4 separate regions of the Gossypium hirsutum genome follow, and all the other regions are linked to region 4. The links are chromatin contacts, called in public Hi-C maps. All regions are on one chromosome and are shown on one strand. Each heading gives the region's core, a stretch centred on a gene start, on an enhancer-like site or on the middle of the called end of the contact. The rest is flanking DNA. Distances are from core to core; before and after follow the strand shown.

Region 1 (3,798 bases), core at 848-3,347, 360 kb before region 4:
TTCTTTACTGTTAATAAAACTGCCAACATCTCCTTATAATAAATGGAGAGTGCTTGATGCCTAATCCCCAAGCCCTTATTGAAGAATGCCACCAGTTTCCCTTTTTGGTGTAACACTGCCCTTAGCCCTGGATCACAGGCATCAGTATCTATATAAAATTCTTCCTTGAAATCAGGGAGGGACAATACTGGTACTATACAAATTGCTTGCTTCAACAGATCAAAAGCTACTTGCTCGATTTCAGTCCATTTCCAGGGAGTATCCTTCTTGAGCAGGTTAGACAATGGCCTAGATTTTACCCCATAATGCCTTATGAACCTTCTATAATACCTTGATAATCCAAGAAATCCTCTCAGCTCCTTGATGGTTTTCGGAATAGGCTAGCTTGAAACTCCCTCCACTTTGGCAACATCCATGATTACTGTCTCTTTAACTATAATGTGACCTAGGTACTCAATTTGGTGAGTACCAACGGTGTACTTGCTTTGTTTTGCAAACAAATGATTATCCTTCAATAACTGCAACACCTCCCTCAAATGAACCAAATGCTTAGTCCAATTACTGGAATACACTAAAATATCATAAAAAAAAACACTAAAGCTGACTTCCTCAAAAGTTTCTTGAAGATAGCATTCATCAGGGCTTGAAAACTTGATGGGGTATTGGTTAGGCCAAAGGGCATAACCAAAAATTTATAATGCCCTTCATGAGTCTTAAAGGCTATTTTGAAGATGTCACCCTTCCACCTCCTTATTTGGTGATAGCTCGATCTTAAGTCAAGCTTGGAGAAGAAGAGAGCCTGACCAAGTTAATCTAACAGCTCTTTTATGAATGGTATAGGAAACCTATCTTTGATAGTAAGTTGATTAAGTTGCCTTAATCCACACATAGTCTGCAACTTTCATTCTTCTTTTTCACCATCACAATAGGTGAGGAGAAGGGACTTCTACTTTCTTTGATAATTCTAGCTTCTAACATTTATTGGACAAGCTTTTCAATTTCTGTCTTATGGATGGAGGGGTATGTATAAGGCCTAACGTTAACTACCTTGGACTCATCCTAAAGAGGTATTTTATGGTCTTGAAATTTGATAGGGGGTAGGCCTTCTGGTACATGGAAAACTTTAGTCTACTCTTAGAGTATTTTCTATAGATCTTCCTGAATCAGTGTAGGGGCTACATGTATTTTAGTCAATTGGTCAGTAGTGAGGACCATTGGATGAGGACTATGCTCCACCATATGTAGACATTTTGATAATTGGTAGCCGAAAAGGAGTTGCAAACCACCAGGTTAATTCCTTGGAGTAAACAATTCTTTCCCTTATATTCGAACTGCATGGTAAGGGATTCAAAATTCCATACAATGAACCCTAAAGATAGAAGCCATTGTATTCCCATCACTACATCACTCCCTATTACTGACAGGACCATAAAATCAGCATGAACTTATGCCATTGTGCTTGCCATTCCACAGCCCTACATACACCCCTAGTGCTCAGACTTCCTCCATTAGCTATCATGATCTTCATCTGATAGACTATTCAACTGGTAAGTTGAGTCTTCTAACCAACCTGGAGTCCACAAAGTTATGTGTACTCCCAAAATCTATTAAGATAATTACTTCCATTTGTTCAATTTTGGTTGCCAATCTCATGGTGTTATGACCCTGAGAGCCTTGTAAAGCATGCAGGGATAGGACTGGTGTTGTAGCTTCAGCCTCTTGGTTTGGATTCTTAAAGTGTTTAGAAAAATCCTGAAATTCCTCCACTGGTGTTGCCTTACCATATTACAGTATGTTATGTTGAGGCTCTACCATGTGTTGGTAAAATTGAGATTTCACACTTTTATGCCCTGGTGTATACTTTGAAGCGCACCAGAAGCATAAGCTTTTTCTTCCCCTGTCTTCCATTTCTGCTCGAGAGAAGGACTTGGTAGGAGCCTTTTTCCCACCAGGGACTGTTAAGGGTCCTTCAGAAGCTGAAGAGTGATTGTTTGCCATAGTTATCTTCGAGTTAGGAAATAGAGGTTTAGAGTACCCTCCACTTCCCCCACCCGAAAGAGTCTTCTTAGGAGTGTTCAACACAATCCCTTCCACTTGCTTGGCCAGTAAATACCCTTCCACTAGTGTTTGAGGTTTAAACAACCTGAGGTACTGCCCTATTTCTACCTTAAGGTTGCTTATAAATATACCTAAGGCATAGGTTTCCGGTAACTATAACTGGTTGAGGATACTCACAAATTGGTCATGAAAATGATCCACTGTTCCCTACGGACTCAAAGTCACCAGTTCAATCATGGGGTCAATGAAGTTGGTGGAGCCAAACCTTTCTTGTAGGTACCTGGCATAAGTTTCCCAAGATAGCTGATGCAGCCCCCTTGTCTTGGCAAAAGAAATGATGCTAGTCCAAGGCTTTTCCTTCCAAATTGAGCATAACTGTTCTTACCCTATCCAGTTCCTAAACACCCGTTGCCTCGAAAAACTGTTCTAGCTTAGACCACCATCCTCTGAAATCCCCACCATCAAAACGTGGGCACTCAAACTTGAAGTTTCTTCCCGCTGAGTCCAACGTACTAACCCTCGAAAGGAGGCCCATATGGCCATATTCAACCATAGCAGATAACGATAGGTATTCATTTGGAGGAAATTTTTGAGGTGTATCACCAAGTATCCCTTTACCTTTGTCTGTAGATGAACCATGAGCAGTTGTTGGCACATGCCCTATGTACTGCTCAAAAACATTTTGAAGCTCAGCCCAAATGTCCCCTTTTATCTCCTTATGAAACTTCTTGAGACGATTAGTTCAAAAAAAAAAAAAAAGAAACTTCTTGAGACGAGAGTCTATTCGAGCATCAACCTTTTCTAGGTTGATTTGCAATTGAGAAAGCTCATATTGTATCAACCCCATGTCCTTTTGCAACCTCGTCGTAATTTTGTCACCGACCATCAGAATCACTGCAGCTTTGATACCCTTGCTACCGTCGAAAAATTCAGAAAGAGAATTTAATAGAAAAAGAGTAGGAAGAGAGGATAGAGCACGAGAGAGAAGAGAAAGAGAGAATATGAGAAAAAGCCAAATCTTTTCATAACCACCTCCTATGTGTGATAGGTGGTTAAAAAGGGGAGAGAACAGATTCTCACAGTTGTCATAATATCCCCAAAACTCCCCGTTTCATTAATAGGTCCGTCTACCCTTGATAACCTTCCCCCCGAAATATACCGTATTATTAAAAGGGTTCAAAACCCAACGTTTACAACTAAATTAAAAAGAATATGAAATTAACAGAATTTCAAACAATGACCGTTGTTGACCGATTTTTGACTTTCATTTTGGCCCATAACATAATATATTTATTGTTGTATATCTATCCATATTATATATAATTATGATGATTTTGGTAAATATATAAATATATATTTTATATATAAACACAAAATTTTATAATAAGTTATTTATTTGAAAATATACTACACATAATATATATATTATGTAAAACAATGTGATATTTTGGTATTTTTCAGTGGATGCAAATGGCACCATAGTTGAACCTCGTTTCTTTGCGTTCTTGTGATACTGTGTTCTTTTAAAATTATGTGATGTTGGATTTATTCTTTTTTCTTGAAAACCATGGAAGTTTGGCCTTCATATTTTTCTGTGCTTATTTAGTGGTTTTAAAAGCTAATGTTGTCGTTCCTTGACATTCTTGGGTTTTTACCTTCCTAACTGTATTCATTTTCTTTAAACTCTACTCTACCTTTTTCTTGAATTTGTAAGCATTTCTCATAATAGTAGTTGGCAAC
Region 2 (4,344 bases), core at 561-3,060, 390 kb before region 4:
AGAAGAAATAGAAACCGAAGCTCTCTCCCTCTTCAAATGGTGATTTCGGCACAAAAAAAGTGAAAAGAAAAAGATGATAACTTTGTTTCATCTTTTCTTAATTTAAATTTTCTTTTAATTACTAATTTACCATTTTAACCTTTAAAACTATCATAATTACATTAATACCTTGCCATGCACATCCACTATCCCATATGAATGGTCTATTTACCATTCAAGTCCTTTAGTTTAAAATATCATAGTCATTTAACCCTTTTTACTAATAGAACTCAACTTTTGCATATTTTACAATTTAGTTTTTTTTTTTACTTAATTAAGTATGTAAACTTCAAAAAATCTTAACAAAATTTTAACACGACCTTACTATAATCCCATAGACATTAAAATAATAATTTACTCATCAAAATTGTGGTCCTGAAATCACTATTCCGATATAATTGAAAACGGGCTGTTACAATAATGGTGAGTGGATCATTGGGTTCTCTAGATATTTGGGTAACTGTACAGTGTTGGAGGCAGAGCTTTGGGGGATCTTGGATGGGTTGAACCTTATTTTGGATAGACACTTAGAGAGGATTCTAATCCAAACAGATAGTATTGAAGCTATTAACGCCATCGTGGAAGACTTTTCGGGAAGCTCTAATTCGGCCATAGTCAGAAGAATTCATCATACTCTGAAAAGGGCAAAGCAGTGGGAAATTCAGCATATTGCCAGAGAAGAGAACTTAATTGCCTATAGTCTAGCCAAGACAGTTCATACTAGGAAGTTAGGCTTAAGATTGTTTGAGGAACCTCCTTTGAGGATCTAGTTTATTCACTTTGTATCTTTATTTCTTTCACCAAAAAAAAAAATACTAATTATTCTTTATTTTATATCTAATTATTTTAAAACATATACGTTAAATAAGTTTTTTCTTCATGTTATTATACTAGTAATCAAACATAGCATAATTTATTTATATTGATTTATTAAAATTGAAGAATAAAATGTATAAATTCTGTAATATGCCCAGATATATATTTTTTAAATAAAAAATAATCACACATTATATAAAAAATCAGTAATTTATACTAAAAAAACAACATTATTATATCACACATTATATAAAAATTCAGTAATTTATATTAAAAAACAACACCATTGTTATATTTCTAGGAGTGCCATTTATCCTCCTAACTTGATTTGAAATTTTTTCGAATCGAGTGAAATGAAAGTCGAGTCGAATCGGGTGAAATTGTTTGAGTTAAATTAAACATATTAAATTAAAATCTTGTTACAGTATAACTAATTTAATATTAGAGCACATAAATTTAAAATCATATATATTTGAAAACCTTTTCAAATCAAAATAATAAAAAGGATACTAGTATCATAAACTTGAATCATTAATAATTTTTTATATATTTTTTAGATTTTTTTTGAATTTTTAAAAATATAAATTTTGAAATTTATATAAATATTTTGAATTTAAAAATTATTTTAAATTTTTAAAAATTATTTTGAATTATTTTGTAATTCTTGTTGAGAGAGAAATTAATTTACTCATTTTCAAATTTGATAGGGACCAAAAGAATAATTATACCAATTTATTATTCTAGTTTCTACTCAAATTATTTATTTCATTTGATTTGAATAACTTGAATAACTTAATTTAATTAATTTAAAATTTAAAAATTTTTTCGATTTTTTTAATTCCAATCAAAATTTTAATCACCGGGAAAAATTACAAGGGAGTGTCGTTTCCCTCTAAGAAAAAAACCTTTTTTTTTTGAGGCAAAAGAAAGTTTAAAAAGCGCTAAAGAACAGGGGTGACGTGTACAATTGCGGCACAATTCCCCGCTTTCATTGAAGGGAGCGCTTTTAGGCTTTTCCGTTTCTTTGACGAAACGGTGTTTCCGTCGATCGAAGAATTCCGAGCCAAATCACTTTCACAAGCAAAACAAACAAAGAAGAAAAATAAAACAGGAAAATCATGTTTGTTCTTATCTTTACGCCTCTTCCTTAACTTTTTTTTCTTTTTCCTTTATCCATTTTCCTCAATTTACGTTTCAAATTCACGTAAAAAAATTTTAATCTTCTTTTTAAATGTTTTGTGTTATTTTGGTTTGAGCTTTGAAACATTTTTTGTTTGTCTAAATGTTGCAAATAAGTGGCATTGTTGAAAATGAATATTGCAAGGTTTGCGCGGAGGCTGTTGATCCTTTGATTTTGTGACTCGGTTGAGATTTTCTTTTTCAGATTTTGAGTGATTAAAGGAACATGGCTACCAAAAAGAATGAATCATCTCAGAAACAACAGGTTTTGATCAATCTATCTCGAATTTGTTTTTATTGCATTAATTTTCTAGCTCGTTTCTAGAAGCCTTTGATATTCAGAAGCAGAAAAAAAGAGAGAGGAAGAATTGCTTTTTTTTTAAAAATAATTTTGTGATCAGAAATTCCTAGCAAAAAGGAAGAGCCATTTCAAGTGAAACAGGTTTTGATGATTTTTTTTTCATTTTTGTTGTGTTAGTTTTCTATTTGTCTTTAGAAGAGTGTGTGATGTTCAGAAAACAAAAAAGAAAAAAAAATGTTGTGGTTTAATAGTAGGAGTTTTACATTGTTGTTTTTAATGTGGATTATTTTATTATTACTTTTCGGTTCTCATAATAGTTTTATGGAAAGTTTGGACTGAAATTCTGTTTAATTTCTCATTGTCTGCAGAGGATGGTTTTCAAAAAGGATGAGCCCTCTAAAGGACATCAGGTGTAAATCAGTCTTGCCTTCTTTTCTGATTATTTTGAAGTAAAGGATTTAAATATTCAGTGAACAAAAGGAAAAAGAAAAACTTAAATTCTGATTTTTGAAGGAGGTTTTGTGCTGAAAATCATTTTGTTTTCTCTCAAGGGAGATGCTGCAGTTGTGGCTTCTCCTGGTCCTCTTCTACAGGCTCCACCAACTCCAAAATCTCGTGTCAGAAACTCGGTAAACTTCTCTCTCTTTCTCCCTCTCTTTTAATCGTTTTGTAATATTCTAAATTTGAGTTGTTGATTGAATTCCATTAATCCCTATATTATCTTATTTGAATGTGAGTATCAGACATGCATACATGCCTTATTCGGGAATGTTCAATTTTTTTTCTAAGTTGTATTTGGAAAGCCGTATCTGTATACTCATGAACTCAAGGACACGGGTACTTCTAGAAAAAAATGATGAGCCATAGTAATATAGCTACATACATCTTTATCATCATCGAGGTCGTGTTTACAATCATTTTTGTCTACCATTTGTCTACATCTTATGTGATTTGGATTTCAATTAAACCTTTTGGACCATTTTATGGAAAGGTTTCCTATATAGCAGTTATTCTCGTTGGATAATATGAAGCATATTGTAGCTGTTACTGACCACAATAAGCTTAAATTTAAACTCTTAAGTTACCATGAGGAATTTGAATGCTAAAGAATGAATTGTTCTGTATTTTAAGTCCATTGCTAGATTTTACCTTCCTGAGACCATTGCTTACATTGTTCTGCATTCACTGTTTCTATTAAGCATGCAATTTATGAAGTTGTAGAAGTTAATGCTTTTTAAGGTTTAAAACTTCCTTGCAGGTTTTAAAGAGTGGGCCACTTTTTTTATCTACCAAAGGTTTGTTTATTTTGCTTGGTTTTATTACACTTCCCAATTTAATTCAGTTGCTCATTTGACTTTCATTTTGTGAATCACAGCTTTTACTCACATTTTACCAGAAAAATATACATTACGAGGTTCATGCTGAAAATCAGAGTCCTGGGGCTTGGATTCCTCTGGGTTATTTTTTTTATTGCCTTTTCCCTATTTTTCCTTTGATTACAGGAATTGGATGGACATCATGGAAGAAAAGGTGGTTTATTTTGACACAAACTTCGTTAGTTTTCTTCAAAAGTGATCCTGTAAGTATTTGGGACCTATCTGATTGTCAGCCTAAACATGATGTATGTGATTGTTCATCCGTTATTACATTGTTTTCTTGGCACAATTTAATGATCCTAAACAAACTATAATACGACTTTAAAAATAAAAAAAAATAAACAGTGAAGTGATACGAGGTCAATCAAAGTGATGTTGTTTTCCTCACTATAAGATTTTAAGGTCTTCATGGCCAGGGGCGATGCTTGTTTGTTACAATTGTCTTTTATGTTTACTAGTTCTCTCAATCAAAAAGGTGACTGAAAATGCAAATTTTGTCTCAGATGCAGCGGTCTTGTTACTGGTTTTACAGTTTTTAGGTTGTCCGGACAAACAAATTTAAGCCCAAGGAAACTGGGAAACATGACAAAAAAATTAAGTAATTAGTATTGTTCTAAATCAAGGAGAAATGAA
Region 3 (3,802 bases), core at 568-3,067, 440 kb after region 4:
CCGAGGTGGGTCATCCTCGCAACTACCTATTCATACAAGAGGGATGTAAAATGGGCGGCCAGAACCCAGACATAGTTAACCACGAAGGAAATGAATATGGAAATCAACATCGAGGTGCACGTGAAGATGAAGACGAAGAAGATGAGGAGTCGCCAACCTAAATTGTTCGACAGAACCTTAGTCGTACCTGACGAACACTCGGTTATAGCACACATTCAAGACACCGATGATTATGTTATTTGTAATATTTCTCAAATGCTTAATTCTTTAGTTTGTTAAATTTTAATTTACGTTGTAATAAATGTTTTCACTCTAACCCTAACTTGATTGCTTCTGCCTCTGAGCCCACTACAACCTCGGATTCTTGGGATAAATTTCATACACTGCAACTTGGGATTCCTTAGATAAAATTAAAATTTTCCTTTTTTTATTCCTACCCCATCACCTATATAAATGACCGTTCCTATCCCTTTACTCCATCATATCTCTATCTCGTTTAAATTATTTTTTTTCTTTTTCTTGCGTGTTGAAATTTTCGAGTTTACAAATTTATTTCTCTTTTTTCTTTAAGGAAAACTTAGTCATAGTTTTAAGTTGTGTTTGGGTTCACGGTGATGTCGTGGAGCTCGATAACCTACAATTTTCACTTGTCATGTGAATATGGAGCCATCACCTGAAAAGTCGGGATCGCATTGCAACTCAAGGTCCAAGTTGACGGTGATTATACGGTCTCGGGTTGAAGTGTAACTAAGGCTTCAAGTTTATAAAGGTTATATTGTCAAAGGATGGAGCATCACTAGGGCCCCAATTGATGGTGGTTATACGGGCACAACAACGAGTTTCTCCTAGTTGGAAGTGGATGCTTTATAAAATTCATAAAAAAGTCAAAGACGAAAAACACAAGTGCCTTCCAATATAATCAAGTAATTCGTTTTGTCCATTTCAATCGAAGGCGGTGACCCTGTTACTAAAACATGTTATACTCCAATTCTGTCACAGGTTATAGTAATGGGCTCATCGTTTTCGGTGGAGATGGATAAAATGAATTACTTGATTATACTAAAACGTCACTAGATTTTTCTTTTTTGACTTTTGTATGGGTTTTATAAAGCATCCTCCTCTGACGAGGAAAAACTAGTTGTTGTGCCCGCATAACCATTGTCAACTAGGGCCTTAGTTATGCTCCATCATTTGACAGCATAACTTTTGTAAACTTGAAGACCTAGTTACACTTCAACCCGAGACCGTATAATCACTGTCAATTGAGACCTTGAGTTACAATTCGATTTGGCTCTTCGGTTGATGGCTCCATACTCACATGGTAGATGAAATTCGTAGATCACCCAGCTCCACGACATCATCGTAAATTTAAGCATACTTTAAAACTATAACAATGTTTATCTCAAACACAGAAAAAAATATATTTACAAACTTTTAATTTCCAATCGCAAAAAAAAAAAAAATTCAGCATATTCTGTAAGATGCATTTTCCTTTCTATCTCCAAATACAGCATACTCGCTTATTTTTCAAGCATATTTCTTTCAGATAAAATTTACCTAATTTAACATTGATTTAGAGTTCATAAAATTTGCATGCTTTGGAAAAAAAATTTTAAAGGAGCTTGGCATTGTGATAGACCACACTCGAATGGGACATGGAAATTAGAATGGGCAAAGGCCTTTAAAATGACATCGTCTCGTTCTGGCCCCACTTTCTCATTGGTGTCGGTCGGACCAACAACACTCCTCTTTTTAACTTAGACACCATTTCTGACGTCACATATATCTCCCACAACAAACCTAATAAAACGCAAGTACTTTTCTTTTATTTTCTCATTCCTCATCATTAATTACTTAATTGGATTAATTAGGGTTAATTCTTTTTTTGTCCCTATTATTCCCCCCCCTTTTCCCCTTTGTTTCACTGTAATGCTTCCACATCCTCAATTTCCTCAATGTACGGACAGTCTCAGCCCATGAACATCCCTGCCTCGATCGCCGACAACGATGTTTCTGCCTCAGCACCGGCCGATAGCGTTAGTTACGATGCTCATCCTCTTGACGACGGCGTCGGAGTCGATGACGTCTCCGCCGATCCCCTCTATGTCACTTCCACCCCCTCTGACTTAGCCATCGTTCAACGTGTCGACGGTGCCAGCCAACTCACTCTTTCCTTTCGTGGCCAGGTCTATGTTTTCGATGCTATTACTCCCGAGAAGGTATATTACATTTTTTCTTTTTCTCTTAACAACTTTTTCTCAGTTAGGCCAATTAGGGTTTGCTGAATGGTTTGATTTTTGAAGAACCAAAAATCGTTGGCTTAAATTGTAGAAAGATGTGATTGCTTTTCCTCTTACTTCAAGTTATCAAACCGAAAAATGCAACTTCAATATCATACTTTTGACCTTTCGTGTTTCTATATTATCCCCCCAATGAAATGCACATCGTAATGATTTTCATTTTGGTCGTACTGTTTGCAGTTCCATGCGGTGTTATTACTTTTGGGTGGAAGTGAACTGACTTCAGGTCCCCATGGTGTTGAAATGTCAGCTCAGAACCAAAGGGTAATTCTCTTAAATTTGTTTAATCTAGAATTTGAATTTATTTTTCTTTTTAATTTTTAGTTTATCTATTCCTTGTTCCTTTTAGGTTGTTTTGGACTTTCCGAGAGGATCTAACCAACCGCATAGAGCAGCCTCTTTAGATAGATTTCGTCAGAAGAGAAAAGAGCGATGCTTTGATAAGAAAGTCCGGTATAGTGTTCGTCAAGAAGTTGCTCTTAGGTGTGCATTTTCCTTCCCTAAATACAGTTATTTTCAACTTTGATATTCAATATGTTGTTCTTGCAATTGAGGCTAGAAACTTAACCCTGAGAACTAGTATTAATGGGCTTTTGAGGTTTGAGGAATTACTGAGAAATAGGATTTTAAGAAGGTTATGGTTTATTAAACTCTGAGAAATAGATTGGCTATGCTGGATGGGTGAAGCATATGACCTTTTCCATAAATTTTGTATTTCTGCAAGTTATGTTGTTCCGTTTTATATGTTATTTAACATAATCATTGCATTTGAATCTGAGCCAATTTTTTCTTTATTATTACCGAATACATGATTAACTTTAGATTAGTTTATCTGTTTTTCTGAATCTATTCGCTCATTGTTATAAACCAAGGATCTTTATAAAGAGTTTGCTGTGCTTTAGTAGACTATAAATATAAATTATCATCCAATTCTAAATTGTGATAAATAAGGATATTGCAGACTGGTAGCAGCCCAGCTAGATAAGATTTTAGGAATTGTGCTAATGAGATATTATAAAGTCCTATACTCTTATAAGGCCTAATATACCATAAAATTGTTAGAAAAACTCTTAAGGACCTAGGGAGTAAAAACATAACTGATAGACTAACAAATCAGTGTTACAAGTGAATATGTCTTAGAACACTGGACTGTGTAAGGATATTTTTCAACCCATTTGGTATTACCAAGTTTAATAATTAATTTCTTGGTGCTTGTGACTGACCTTAGCATATTTCATTTTGCTACAAAATTATCAATTCAAGCAGAAAAATGTGATAGAGCATAATATCCACAGGGAATAACCGAATAAGCATTGATCTGGCATGTCTAATCATGTCACTTTTTTTAAAACCGATTATAAGTTTATGCGGTGCTTTTTAAATTGGAAGATTTTGGCATAAATTTTCAATTCTGGAACCTTTATGAACTCATATTTGTAATTCCGTCATCTATAGTGAGGATGCTGTACAATAATGCAATTTCAATTCACTAATAGCTTCTT
Region 4 (4,323 bases), core at 532-3,031:
TGCAAAACAAAAAGCCCAGACAAATCATTGGTCAGTGCGTATATTCATGACATTCATCAGCTACTGTTAAATTTTAAGGATTGTAGGTTTGAGTATATCCCAAGATTAGCAAATAGTCTCGGCATATCTTAGCAACTGAAGCGTTGAAGAGTAATAAAGGAGATTACCTGGTCGGAAGTGTCCCTGAAGTTGCAGAAAAACAAGCGGAAAATGAAAGAGTGAGAGAACCAGATTGAAATAAGAAAGGGGATAAAATGGAGTGAGGGGAGTCTGAGAAGGGTAGGTAATAGAGTGACTAAAGCAGGCCCTTGGGTGAATTGAAAACGTCTTGAAGAAGTAAAGAAAGATGAAAAGACAAGACGTTTATTTTCTTTTGATGCTGATTGGGCAGGTAGAACGGCAACATTAATTTGTTTCAGACTTTTGTTTCCTTTTTTGGTTTCCTAGGCGATTAGGTTTCCATTTAATTTTGTTTTAGTTTTACCTTTTGTTGGGCCAAGTCTAATAACTGGGCTCTTTCTCTTTTCTTTTTAGGACCATATGTGTAGTAATGTAGTTTATTTAAATAAAGTCCAATCTGAAATTTTATTTAAAAAAATAAAAAAAATATTTTTTCTAAGATTAAAGAATCAAATAAATTAACTTTTCACCATTTTATTTGCTATTCAATTAATGTAAACAAAGAAAATTGATCATGAATTAATGATGTGATGGTAGACAAGGGAAACATTTTCTTGTCGAAGAAATTCAAATCCCAAGGTTAATTCGGGCATATTCATTAAATAAATTTATAATTATATTTAAATAAAATAATAATAGTTTAAATAAAGCAATTGCTTGTGGAATGGTTTATTTCCAGCGGAGGGAAAACTCAAAGACTGGAAATGGAATAATTATTATGGTACGTGAACCATCATCATCAGATTCCGGCCTCCACCAAATCAAAAACAAATCTCCACCGTCCGGTTCCTCGTATTACTGTGACCGTCCAAACGCAGTATCCATCACCAAATCAAAAACAACCCCCGCTAATAAATAATGAAAAAGACCGGAAGTTAGCCGGTTCAACCCGTGGCCCCCACCCTGGTTCGAATATTTGATGGCCAAAGAATTCACGCTTCTCGATACCTGAAGACAAAATTCCTTTTCCCCCTCGACCATCAATTTTTCCTTTTTTAATAACATATTTTAATATTTAAGGTCTGATTGAGAGTAAAATATTTTTCGTAAAATGATTTCTGGAAAATATTTTATTTTTCTGTAAAATAATCTACTGGAAAATATTTTTTGGTGTTTAATTGAATCTGTGTAAAATATTTTCTGCTGCTTGACAGATTTTTTGAAAATATTTTTCAGAAAGTTGTTTTTACATATATTAATTTATATTAATAAATTTTTATATTTTAAATTATTTTTACATATATTACAATGATTTATTTATAATAATAATCAATTATTAAGCTACATATTAATCGTTATAAATTGAAAAAAACTAATATCAAATAAATTATTTGTAATTGTGTTAAAAAAACAAGTATTGAATAATTAAAAAAACAAGTTACTGAAAAATCGATAAATAGAAGCAGTTTTCTACCGGAAATGAAAGAAGGAATGAAGGAGACGATAAAGAGAAGAGCACGAAAAATGTCTTACGAAAATTGAAAGGGTAAGACATTTTTCCTAAAATGTAACCCATTTTCCCTTGTTTTGGAGTTTATTTTCCAAATGAAAAATATTTTCCGCCAATCAAACACACCTAAGTTAATGTCCCTTTTTAATATTATTTTCCTTTTATTTCCCTTTCTCCCTGTAAAAATCTCGATCTAAAAAAGGGAAAAAATTTATTGTCTGAAAATCCTCCGAGCTCAACAAGAAGCTTAAACTTTCACCTTTTTGCTAACCCAAGCAATATCGACATTCTTCTCCCACTGCCACTCCCTTCTAGATTTGTTTTTTTTTTATTTTTATTTTTTTATAAAATTATAACATTATTCTATTTTTCGAGATCACGGTGCAGTTCAACCGTCTTGTTTCAGTCCACACCAACGGCTACGGTTGCATGTTCGACGGCCGGAGTTTGTTCCATCGCGAAAGCGATCAAGACGGGTACGTCGTTGGAATCTATGTATAGTGCTGAGATTTGGAGAGTAGGATTTGCCGACTACTTTGGATGCCTATTGGTATTGGCTGCAGGATAAATGCTTTTTATTTGGGATTTAGGGTTTTCGAGCCTGGTGCTCGTGCTTTCCCTCCTTCCTTTGATCGGCTTTTTCGTAAGGCGGAAATGGCAGTTATCTGTAGCAAGGCAAGCGGAGATAAAGAGGCTCTTGATTTTGGCCTCTGAGGAGGCGGCTAGAGTCGAGCTTGAAGCGACTATTGAATACGGTACGGTTTCTATTTCGTGGAACTATCAACAGTGTGCTGTTTGTTATTGTCCTACTACCACGCGGTGCGCTCGCTGTAAAGGGGTTCGATATTGGTACGTTAGCTTGTTAATTTCGTGTTATTGTTCTAATTTATTTATAATTATTGAGATTTTTTTTTGTTTAGGCGATTTTGTTTCAAATGTATTTGAGATAAAACTGATTCTTTTATCTGACAATACTGTCTTAAAGAGTATGTAATCGAAAAAATATTTGATTAGATAAGTGTTTCAATTAGCGCAGGGCGAGTGTGGGTCTAGTTGAAATACGCTTTAACATGTGTGAATGTACGGTAGTCGTGTAAGTGTTTATGTAGTGAGCAACGAAGCAATTTAGAAGACTTTGTGAAAATTAATTTTAAACCCAACATCCACAATCTATCATTGATGGGAAGTTTGGAGTTGGTCTTAAATGCTGCAATTTTTTGGTGGATGTTTATGCTGATTTTCTGAAAATGTTTTGGTTTGTAAATTACATGTTTGAGCCTCCTATCTCTATGTTACAGAGACAGGATATTAGAAAAACAATTCCTCTTGAAAATGACCTTTTCCTTTGTGCCTTTTTTGTCTGCAGTTTAGGAGTTCTTTTTAATGTAAGAGTTGAGGTTGTGTATGTTCACTAACTACATTTGCGAATCATTAAAAATGTGGTTCATTTGATGGAAAAGTAACAAAAAGAAAATCCACCTAATGAATAGAGAAAATATTTTTAGCTTTCCCCCAATCACTTTGTTGTAATTCTAAGGATTTCTTTTACTGATTTGAAGGGACAACAATAGTAAGTTATGTCTGTGTTTAGCATTATTTTCTAATGATACAATTGATTTTGTAGAAGGTCTTTTAACAGTTTTTCTTTTTATACCAAAAATTGGATGTTTTAGTTCTGCGAAGTGTCAAATTATTCACTGGCGGCAAGGTCACAAGGAAGAATGCCACCCACCTGCCATTGCCGTACACCAAAATCATGATGAGGGGAGCGATTATGGTCAGAAGGCGATAAATCAAGACCAATATGGAGATAGATATGAGATTGAAGAAAAGTCGCATGCAAAGTTAATTGGAACATCCTCTACTGAATCTGCATTGTTTAGTTCCATCACAGGACCTGCATTATTGAGTTCCTCTAGCTCTTCTGTGGTTTTAGATGGGAAGGATGATGATGCAAAGGTTGAGTTTCATGCTGATAGGGAAGGACTGAGCTCTGCTCCAGAATCTTCCAGTGCTTCATTTTCAGGATTTTCGTCTGCAGCTGGTAGTGAATCATCTGATGATGTTTCTGTGTGTGAGAGCGTAAGTTCAAATGAGCTTGATAAATTGGATGGTTCCTCATCTGCTGATGTTAATCTTGACACGTTTTGGACTTCTGTTGTCAACAATGTGGATCAAACCAATCCATCATCCCCTAAATTTGTCAGGTTGGTTGATTCTGTAGATGAAATTTCTAAATTAAGTCATAGCAAGCCTGATCAAAGTGAAGAGAGCCAGTGCAGAGCAACTAGTTCTTCAGGATTAGGTGTTAGTGATATGTCTGAGGGCTCAAATGCTGAGGCTTCTAGATTTTCTTCTGATTTTTGGGGCAGAACTTTGGAATCAGTTCCATCTACAAGTGTTGATGACAATGAGTCGTTTAACTCTTATCATAAAGAAGGCGGTAAAAGGGCCTTACTTGATTCTGGATCATCCTTACATTTTTCATTTACTTTGGCTGGAAATGCTTCTTCCTCATATCCGCAAGTCTCCAAGGTGAAAGATGCCAAATTGGATGATGCTACTCAATGTGCTACTACTTTGGGGCATTCCAAGCTTTCAGATGGAGTAGTTTTGTCCGAAAATGCTGGTTTAGATTCTCCGAATGAAGGAAACTCTAAGTCCTTAAATTCTGAATGCACCAACCAGGGGGA

The links. Hi-C and Micro-C count contacts between places; a contact is called where the count stands out from the background.
Region 1: a Hi-C map of leaf shows a contact between it and region 4, with 2.9 times the contacts expected there. The contact joins the enhancer-like site here to the promoter of LOC107910219 in region 4. A contact is called at or near these places in 14 of 34 Hi-C or Micro-C datasets (anther, callus, hypocotyl and 2 more).
Region 2: a Hi-C map of leaf shows a contact between it and region 4, with 1.8 times the contacts expected there. The contact joins the promoter of LOC107910254 here to the promoter of LOC107910219 in region 4. A contact is called at or near these places in 3 of 34 Hi-C or Micro-C datasets (callus and leaf).
Region 3: a Hi-C map of leaf shows a contact between it and region 4, with 4 times the contacts expected there. The contact joins the promoter of LOC107910343 here to the promoter of LOC107910219 in region 4. A contact is called at or near these places in 7 of 34 Hi-C or Micro-C datasets (anther, callus, hypocotyl and 2 more).

What each region holds. Positions count from the first base shown.
Region 1 is chrD02:15,395,219-15,399,016 of Gossypium_hirsutum_v2.1, forward strand. No RefSeq gene overlaps it. Among protein-coding and RNA genes, the nearest start is that of LOC121214640, 17 kb to the left of the region's middle. Within about 2 kb of position 2,098, at least 7 of the 9 cell types and tissues checked have an H3K27ac peak or open chromatin away from gene starts, as enhancers often do. A contact at or near this core is called in hypocotyl and leaf, where this site is marked.
Region 2 is chrD02:15,360,820-15,365,163 of Gossypium_hirsutum_v2.1, forward strand. LOC107910254 (rho GTPase-activating protein REN1) reads left to right here and starts at 1,811. Exons shown (of 24, transcript XM_041088493.1): 1 at 1,811-1,975; 2 at 2,240-2,299; 3 at 2,704-2,745; 4 at 2,887-2,964; 5 at 3,594-3,630; 6 at 3,711-3,749; 7 at 3,838-3,914. The coding sequence starts at 2,261.
Region 3 is chrD02:16,194,363-16,198,164 of Gossypium_hirsutum_v2.1, forward strand. It overlaps LOC107910343 (GATA transcription factor 25), which reads left to right and starts at 1,818. Exons shown (of 7, transcript XM_041088502.1): 1 at 1,818-2,219; 2 at 2,481-2,564; 3 at 2,650-2,783. The coding sequence starts at 1,956.
Region 4 is chrD02:15,755,695-15,760,017 of Gossypium_hirsutum_v2.1, forward strand. LOC107910219 (ubiquitin carboxyl-terminal hydrolase 17) reads left to right here and starts at 1,782. Exons shown (of 11, transcript XM_016838002.2): 1 at 1,782-2,479; 2 at 3,304-4,323. The coding sequence starts at 2,199.